Regions from separate parts of the Sus scrofa genome. Here region 1 is linked to region 2. A link is a contact called in public HiChIP or PLAC-seq data. All regions are on one chromosome and are shown on one strand. Each heading gives the region's core, a stretch centred on a gene start, on an enhancer-like site or on the middle of the called end of the contact. The rest is flanking DNA. Distances are from core to core; before and after follow the strand shown.

Evidence for each region. HiChIP or PLAC-seq counts read pairs in DNA pulled down with a chosen protein or histone mark.
Region 1: a contact with region 2 is called in an H3K27ac HiChIP or PLAC-seq map of alveolar macrophages. The contact joins two enhancer-like sites. A contact is called at or near these places in 2 of 2 datasets of contacts at active chromatin or transcription factors (alveolar macrophages and skeletal muscle).

Annotation. Positions count from the first base shown.
Region 1 is chr7:92,263,613-92,268,271 of Sscrofa11.1, forward strand. All of the region lies in intron 11 of RAD51B (DNA repair protein RAD51 homolog 2), which reads left to right. Among named protein-coding and RNA genes, the nearest start is that of ZFP36L1, 230 kb to the right of the region's middle. Within about 2 kb of position 1,794, at least 12 of the 83 cell types and tissues checked have an H3K27ac peak or open chromatin away from gene starts, as enhancers often do. A contact at or near this core is called in alveolar macrophages, where this site is marked.
Region 2 is chr7:92,057,713-92,061,948 of Sscrofa11.1, forward strand. The region is part of intron 9 of RAD51B (DNA repair protein RAD51 homolog 2); the gene reads left to right. Among named protein-coding and RNA genes, the nearest start is that of ZFP36L1, 440 kb to the right of the region's middle. Within about 2 kb of position 2,164, at least 5 of the 83 cell types and tissues checked have an H3K27ac peak or open chromatin away from gene starts, as enhancers often do. A contact at or near this core is called in alveolar macrophages, where this site is marked.

The DNA of each region.
Region 1 (4,659 bases), core at 544-3,043, 210 kb after region 2:
AAAGAAAACCACATCTTGGACCCTCTATCCTGCTCCCACACATGCACAATCTCCTCCATTATCAGCATCCCCCACCAGAGTAGACACATTTGTTGTAATGGATGAACCTACATGGACACATCATAATTATCCAAAGTCCATGGTTTACATTAGGGTTCACTCTTGGTCGTGTGCAGTTTATGAATTTTTGACAAATGTATAATGATGACATGTATACCCTATTATATATATAATATATATATTATATATGTATATGAATATGTACATAATATACATTATATATATGAATATGTATATAATAGTATCATTCAAAACTGTTTTACTGCCCTTAGAATCCTCTCTGTGCTCTGCATACCTTCCTTTCATAATCCTATTTTCATTATCATGGATAATGCAGATAAGGTCTACTTTCTCCCCAAAGTCCTTCCCAATGGCTGTGGTCCCCACAGATCCTCCTTCACCAGGACCCCTGCTGCCACCCCAGGCTGGGTCGCCCTTGACCATGCCCTTATGGCATCCTTCCAGATTAGCTCTGTCTCTGTAACTAGAATGTAAGCTCCTAGTACCTGGATTTCCCCATTGTACGTGGCCTGTGGGAGGAGTTCCATTAGCAGGGCCACCATATTCCATAGCTCTGGGGCCGCCATTCACATGATATTCCATGTGAATGGGGTCTCTCGAGTTATGTAGTACTACCCCTGTTCACAAGTCCTTGGGGAGTGAATAAAAACCAATGTTAGGACCTGAAAAAGAAACAAGTATCCTCATCATGATTCCATTAAGTTCTTCAGGTAATAAGTAGCTAAGCATCAGTACCAAAAGCAATAATGATTGGTTGGGGGTGATCCTAAACTCAAGGGAATTTTAGTCCTGTGATAGAAAGTAAGTAAACAGAGTACCGTCATACCACGTGAACTGTGCTAAGATACGAGCATACCTAAAGAATATAGCACTACATATACAGCTTGAAGAATCAGCAGGAATCTGTCAGATGGGTGGCGGGGGGAGGGGGCACTCCTGCAGGAAGATGGGAAATGAAAGTAAATGGCACATTTAGAGACTCGCAAGTGGTACAGGTTATTTCCTGATGATAAAATCGGAAGTGCAGTGGTTACATGATTGCCTGTGTTCCCCAAGTAATCCTGCCCCAGATCATTGCCACAATGAGCCTGTGTCCTCACTCTCAGTACCTACCTGCCTGTGGAATCAGAGATGAAAGAATAGAGCCCTATCCTGCTTAGCCCTGTCCCGCCCAGCTGCGGGCTGGGTGGGCTAAGCCCCAGAACCCCAGTGTGTTTTCTTCATTGACACTGTCCTGGGTTGCTCTGGGCACCGTGGGGTTTACCATCCAAGCTGTGGAGTTGGCTCCTCCAGAGCCCTCACTGGACAGCCTCTGGAATGGGCTGCACTTCTCTACAGGCTTTCATGGGAAGCTTGTACTATTTTGGCTTACTTCATGAATTTCTACTTTCTCTTCCTCCTTTTCTTCTTGCGCTGCCTCCTCTTCCTCTTCTTTCCCAACTTCTGAGGTTTTGGGTGGGGGGGCGGTTTGGAGATTAAAAGTCTGGTTAATCAGCCAAAAGCTGGTATGGGCAAACATAGGGCAGTTTCTGCCCCTTGCATGGCTTCCTTGGCCCAACCCCATGCTAGGCGGTCAGTCATTGGCCGCCATGTTGGAGCCTGGACAGGACTGGGCTTCCACAGTGGCTGGTCCAGGCCCAGAGTATGAGAAGGCTGTTGGGGTCTGGCTGGATGATTCTGGGCCCTGCTAATTTCCCCTTTCTCTCTGTTTCCACCGAGTGTCATCAGCAGGAGTTTAAGGCTTCTAGAGCTTGTCTTTGTTTCACCTGGGAAAGTCCCTATAGGGAGAGCTAAGATCTCCCGGGAGGAATGGCTGGAGGCTTGACCTCCGTCACCTGAATTGTTTGGATGAAGAAGCCCCCAGAGGGGTGTGGAGGGTGATCAATTGGCAACTTAAGGAGTAAAGACCTCTCTCTCCGTCTCCTCCCTCTGCTTATTGTGCTCAGAAGGGCAGCGGGGTCAGCGGCCGCAAACTGAAGGGCCAGCTCGCCGTGCCTTGAAAGGGGCTCGTTTTGTGTTTCAGTAATGAGCGTTCTCTTTCTCCCCTTGGATGCACTCAGATTTCACGAGTTACAGGGAACCTGTCAACTGCTGTTTTCATTGTATGGGACTCACAGGGAACTTGGATATAGGGCAAGCTTGTTTCAAAGAAAGCAGGGGAAAGAGAGCCCTGAATAGATGCAATGTGCTGTCCTATGCAGATCACAGCCCCAGTTGCTATGGGACACCTCTGCCCACCCAAAGGGCAAGATGCTGAAGTCCTGGATTGACGCCGCTGCCTCCTTGGAGATGGGAATGCCACCGCTGAAAGGGCACAGCCAGCAGCCCGCGCTGCTGTCCCAGGTTTGCCAGCAGCTTGAATCCCGGCAGCCTCTGCCCCCCACTGGCTGCTGGGTCAGGAGCCTCTCACCCAGGAGCTGAGGGAACAGGCCAAGTAATCCTGGAAAATCAAAGAGAAGCTAGTAGAAAAGCAGTTCTCTTTAAGGGCCATCAGGTCTCTGCTCACAAAAGGGCCAGAACTGGGGCCTGATGTTAAAGACAGGGTTTTACCTTCTTTGTAGGCCGTGCCTTCTGAGAACACTTGGCAATAACCCTCCTTTCCTGATGGGTTCATTTGGGGGCTGACATTGTTCTCTTTCCCCTGTTTACTGAAAGTGACCCAGAGTAACAGGACAGGTCGTGCCCATGAGAGGGAAGAGTGAGCCTGCCCCAGTGGCCCCTGGCTCCCCGCACCCGGGTCCCTCTGCTGCGCAGTGCCTCGTCCTGCCTGCACCTGTGGGGACAGGGGTAGCCAGGGAGCTGTCCCACCTGGAGCAGAGCCTGGGGCAAGGCCTATGGGGGAGCCCAACACTAGGGGAAGGTCCAGAATTAAAACTCTCTCTAAAGGGGTCTTCATCTGGAGGTCCTTGGAGTGAAGGCATCTTGGGAGATCACGGTAGGACTGAAAGAACCCAAGGGAGGGTACCAGAAGAGACGTTCCTAACAACTCTTTACTGAGCACCCTACTCTATTGAAAAGGACAAAAGCATGGCCCTGTCATCAGGGTGTCTGAGTCTGGGGGCAGTGCCTAAGCCAGGAGGTGGGGCCGGTGCCCTTGGCAACCTCTGGTGACCTTCTGGCCCTCTTGTTTTTACCCCTATGCCCACTTTGACCACAGCTAGGCTTCTTTCTATGAGGGGTGCCAAGACAAATACTTAAGTCCAGAACCCTGCCCTCAAAGAGACTTGGTACTTAGTGAGAGGCTAACTGTGGCATCTATGGAACTGTCGTGTAAGGGCTTTTGCAAGCCTGAAAGCTCTGTGCAAATGTAAGTCATGATGGCCCTTCCAGAAGGAACCTTGAACATTGGCAGAGGTGAGAGGCTGGGATGGTGTAAGGGTGGCAAGATTCCCTGACTGGTGGGAGGGGCACAGGACAGGGGACCTCATGAACTGAGGCTAGAGCAGCAGGCTGAAGGCCACACATGTTGTAGCCTTGGGCTTGACCATGTAGAATAGAGAGAGAGTTTAGATCGCTAGTCTATTTCTTTTCTATTGCTGCTGTAAGACACCGCCACAAACCTAGGGGCTTCAATTACAAATTCATTACCCTACAGTGCTGGAACTCAGAAATCTGACCTGGGTCTCCATGGTTAATCTAATGTTATGGTCAGATGTTCCTCTCTGGAGTCTCCATGGCCAGCTCCATTGCCTAGTCTTTTCCTGCTTCTAGTGGCTGCCCACATTCCTTGGCCTGTGGCCCCTTCCTCCATCTGCAAACCAGCCGTGGAAGGTTGAGTCCTTCTCATGTCTGGTCGAACTGCTCTTCTGCCTCCCACTTCTATTTTTAAGAACTCTCCTGAGTACATTGTGCTCACCTGGAGAACCCAGGACAATATACCTGTTTTAAATTGGTAACCTTAATTCACCCTTTGCCTCAGAAGGTAGCATGTTCATTGGTTCCAAGAATTTGGACATGGACATCCTTGAGGGACCTCTGTTCTGCCATTGGTTAGTTGGCTGCTTGTTCGTTGGTCAGTTATTGGTTGTCCAGTTGGTTAGTTGCTGGTTGGCTGTTTTTGGAGACTCTCCCGCCTCCCCACCCCTGCTCTCACCCAAGAGCTAGATAATCCTATTTATTCAAAGAAAGAATAAGCAAGAGTGACCAATCTCTAAGGGGAAGAAGGGGCTGCTGGGGGTAGACTTAGGAAGCGAGCATCGATTCATCTCTTTGCCTATCAGAATAACTCTATAAAGTACAACCCCCCCAAAACACACCATTCTGCAGAAGTTTGTTAGCTCACACATCCCCTCAGACCTGGTGCATAACTGGATCATGTTCCATACAAAAATTTGGCCTCAAGTCCTTGGTTTCTGTCCCATGTCCTGTGGCTTAGAAGCAGAGATGTTTGTAACCCATTCAAAAATGCCTGGTCAACCTTTCACGATTTTATCTCTAATCCAAATACACGAGTGGGTTTTGCTAAGTGTCTACTGGCCCCCTGGAGCCTCTCAATCTGGCAGTGGGTTTCAGTCTCTCTCCCACACATCAGCCCCAGTTCTGCCTCATGAGCCCTGCCCGGCTGCCTCCAGGACTTCA
Region 2 (4,236 bases), core at 914-3,413:
ACATCATTTGTAGAACAAACTCTTCAGGAAACTGGATATTCAATTAGGACTCTGCCATCTTTGCCCTTAAACCACACAACTATCTCTCAAAGCTGTCATTAGGATCTTCCTTTGTATTTGACTTGGAGAAGTCTCAGTTTTGTAGTTAAGAAAGCAGAATTCAAAAAGGTAAGATCATTTATTTGTCCAGAATGATGTCATAAAGGAATGGTAGTGATTCTATTTTCTATTTTACTCAACACTTATTCTTCCCTTTTGGTACACATGGGGCTATAGGCAGGGGACCCTGAGCAATGAAGTGACCATAGCAGGGGACTCATTCCTTATGGGGTCTTAATGTCCCATACCCAGGTTGTCATGGTGCTCTCCAGTCAGTCACCAGCAGCTTCTTGAGGTTTCTCCAGAAGGAAATGCCTCCCAAATTCCTACAGTCATTTTGACAGAAGTGCCTTGAACGTCAACATGAGATGACGACAGAGTTCTACTCACTGCCAAATCTGTATCTGTTAGACAGAGGAAGTTTCGAAGTCCTAAATCAGACTTTCTTTGCATCTGTTTATTGAAACTCCTGTTGTTGTATATTAATCCTGATGTGCTTTCAGACATCAGTCCATTCACTGGTGGAGAATTCATTCCCAGGGTCTGCAGCAGAGCCAACTATACCTGTTACCAGTGCCTCTTAACCAAATGATGTATTTCTTAAAAGATACATTTTTAAAAATTATTTTTTATTGTTATTTCCCCCAACACACTTCCCCCCCCCCCGCCACTGCACAGCATGGGGACCCAGTTATTTCTTAATTTTTTAAAATTTTTTTTGTCTTTTTAGGGCCGCACCCTTGGCATATGGAGGTTCCCAGCTCGGGGCCCGGCCTACGCCACAGCCACAGCAACTCAGGATCCAAGCCGAGTCTGAGACCTACACCACAGCTCATGGCAACACCAGATCCTTAACCCACTGAGCAAGGCTAGGGATTGAACCCTCATCCTCATGGGTATTAGTCGGGTTTGAGCCACGATGGGAACTCCAAAAGATGTGTTTGTATATATAATATTATAAAAGATTTAATAGTGGTTGAAAAAAAGTTTTACACATCTTACGGTAATCTTTCTCATCTATCTCAAAAAAGACCTTCTACTCTCTAAACTTGAGCTCAATTCCTTTGTCAAAGTTATGAGAGTGATTTCATTTGTAGTTTTACTTACTAATTTATTCCACAATTTGGGTGTTAATCTTACTGTCAGATGCACACAATCACTTTTGGACTCAATTTCTTCCAATGCAGGGGAGAATTTCGATACCAAATTCCCAGTTAATTGCCTCTTTTGCACACACCCACATCTTATTTTCATTTGTGCCTTGCCTAGCCCATCACAACCTATAATTGTCTAGCTAAATAATGCGTTTTTTTGTTGTTGTTGTTTTTTAAGATTCAATGCTTCTAGATACCAAAATGATTTAGATTTAAAGCTACAGAGGATAGTTTCTTGTTATGTGAAGTTACCCGAGATACTCTGAACCCCTTTCATGAGAGAGGGCTGAAGCTGACCGCAGGTTGTTCAGTGTGGAAGCACATGCCACGATGAGTCACTTTCAGCACGCAGCTTTGCAGAAGTGGTGTCCATGCTTCCATCCTATGGTTATTATTCCTTCCCTTTTTGCCATTGTTCTCTTGATCTGGAACGTCCATTTTCTTTTGATGCCCAGCTTTCTGCTACGTACTGGTTGCCACTCCATGAACCGTAGTTCTCAGGTTTAGTTTTTAAAGATTTCACCCGCCTGGGTTCTATCCCAGAACTGCTGGGAACAGAGCAGGGGTATTTGGGTTTTCAAAAACTCTTTAGGACATTCTGATGCTCAACCGGAATTGAGAACCATGGCCTTATTGGCAAATAAGGTTAGAAATCTTTGTTTAAAAATAATTGAAAGCCACCCAAACTGTCGTAACAAAAAAGAGAGAAATTCACCACAAGAAAGCAGGAGAACCTTACGGAGCCCAAGGGCATGAGATCTGTCTGGGCTTCTAAAGAGAGCCGAGCCTGGAACTAGAGCACTGACAAGGAGCCAGCCTGCAAGTCCCTGCTCCCCAGGTGCCTCCCTGTTTGCCTAGCCCCCTTCTGAAACTTGTGGACACAGACCTCTGCTTCTCTTTCTAGATATACTTCCTCCTTTGTCTCTTTCTCAGCTGGCCTCTTGCACTGCTAAGTAAGCCCACGTCCACACATGGTAGCCTCCTCAGTACTTAAGTTTACCTGTCCTCAGTTCAGCTGACCAGTTCCGCTGGCCGGCATCTCTCAATATAAATTCCTGGGAGAGCGGATGGGCTTAGCACGGGTGATGTCTGCCCTTTGCCAGTCTGATCACATGGTTCAAACATGGCTGCCAAGGGTCCAGCCCTGTGTGACTTCAGACTGAAGGCTGCTCAGATATCTCAAAGTGTTTCTCTGCACTTGCCTTATTTTCACTCTCCATCCTCCCCCAGGGTCAGTAGCAGATAAGCTTTATTTTTGATTTCAGCTTGATTGTCAATCTTTTCACATGTAAGGAAGCTGAGATGCAGCGACTTCCACAGGTCGGGGTGATTTAACATTGCAGATGCCACTAAGGCAAACACAGAGTATAATGTCCTCTGTTCCTGGTTCTCCCTCTTATAAATATGCATCAGTTTAAATGTTGAGAAAATTAGACCCTTGGGAAATCCGCTTCTCCCACGTAGTAATAGTTGAAAAGTAGTAGAGTAAGATAGCAATTGAATGGCATAGTCATTTTGTATAATATATATAATTTTAATCATCAAAATAAAGAATGTTTCAAGGCCTTGGGGTAGTTTATCATAGACAATGCTGAGATATGACCTTATAATAATCTTTTACAGAAAAGACTCCAGCTTTTTCTTTGTCTACATAAGAGTTAAAAAAAAAAAAAAAAAAGGAAATGCTTTTAGGAAGAATAGAACATAGTGCCTGGCAAAGGAATAGTATTCAGTAGTGTTTTACCAATAGTATTTACTTAGAAATATTTATTAGAAAAAGCTTCCAGGTAGTGTTGAAACATTGGAGTGAGTTACCAAGGAGAGTACATAAGCCTTCATTCTTTCCCCTTTTTATCATCTTACCACCATCTTATCTATATGGGATAGCCAGAGATGCCCATGATATCTGGCTGTCTAAGAAAACAGAATTTGGATGGGGAAATAAATGGAAGTGGGGGATAACTCTCCTACCTTTGGTGTTTAGGATCTCCACCTGCTCTCACTCACCCCACTTCATTTTTATAGAGTAAGAATAAAGAAGGAGGGCTCACCGGCTTTGTTTTATTGCTGAGTAAACAGAGGGGCAGCCATTCCTGCAATGAAAAAATTCTAATTTTGCTAATATTTCCACCTTCAGGGAAGGTGCAGAGTGACAGTTCCCACATATCATTGTCACTTAATCTTGTGGATATCACTGAGATGAACTCAGCAGATAGAATGTTAAGATAGACCACAATATGAATGACTGAATTAGAACTGAAAATGAATTTGGTCTCTTTAAAGGCTAACAAGAACCAAGGTGACTGTATTTCAGGAAATTGTAATGTGAAAAAAAATTCACAGTGGATCAAATAAATCATAGAAACTTGTATTAGTGAAGGTTGAGCTGTAAGTATGATATAATAGGAAAAATAAAAACTGAAAGTGATAGTTGATAATTGTTACTTATCAGAGTAGCCTCATCATTAGATGACATTGCGTCATTTCTAGACGAACTGGCAATTCCTGGAACATATCTCACTGCATGAAAGTAGTTAGGGTCTTTCTGTAAAGCTTTGCAGAAGTCTCAGCTTTAACGTCTTTGGCCGAAGCTACAATAAAAATAATCTGCAAGAGTGTTTCCGAGTAATTTGTAAGCTTATGATAAATACTGTGTTATCTGGGGCTCTTGGTTGTAAAAAGCAGATCCAGTGGAATCTATTGGTAACGTAATTGGGAAATCTAAGGGGGTGGATCTAATGATGTTATTGTTTCTACTGATATTTTGATCTCTCTGTTCTGCCTTTCTTCTGGAGGTTTTATGCTCAGCAGGTTTTGCCACATGATGATAAAGGGGCTCCCTTGGAACTTACCACTTAGGACCTCAAAAGGCATGAGGTCATTTTTCGTTCTGCTTTTATGTCAGTACCCCCCCCCCAAAAAATCCAATTGGCCCACTAGATCACTTGCCTACTCCTGTGGCAGAAAAGCAAGAGCCCTGAAG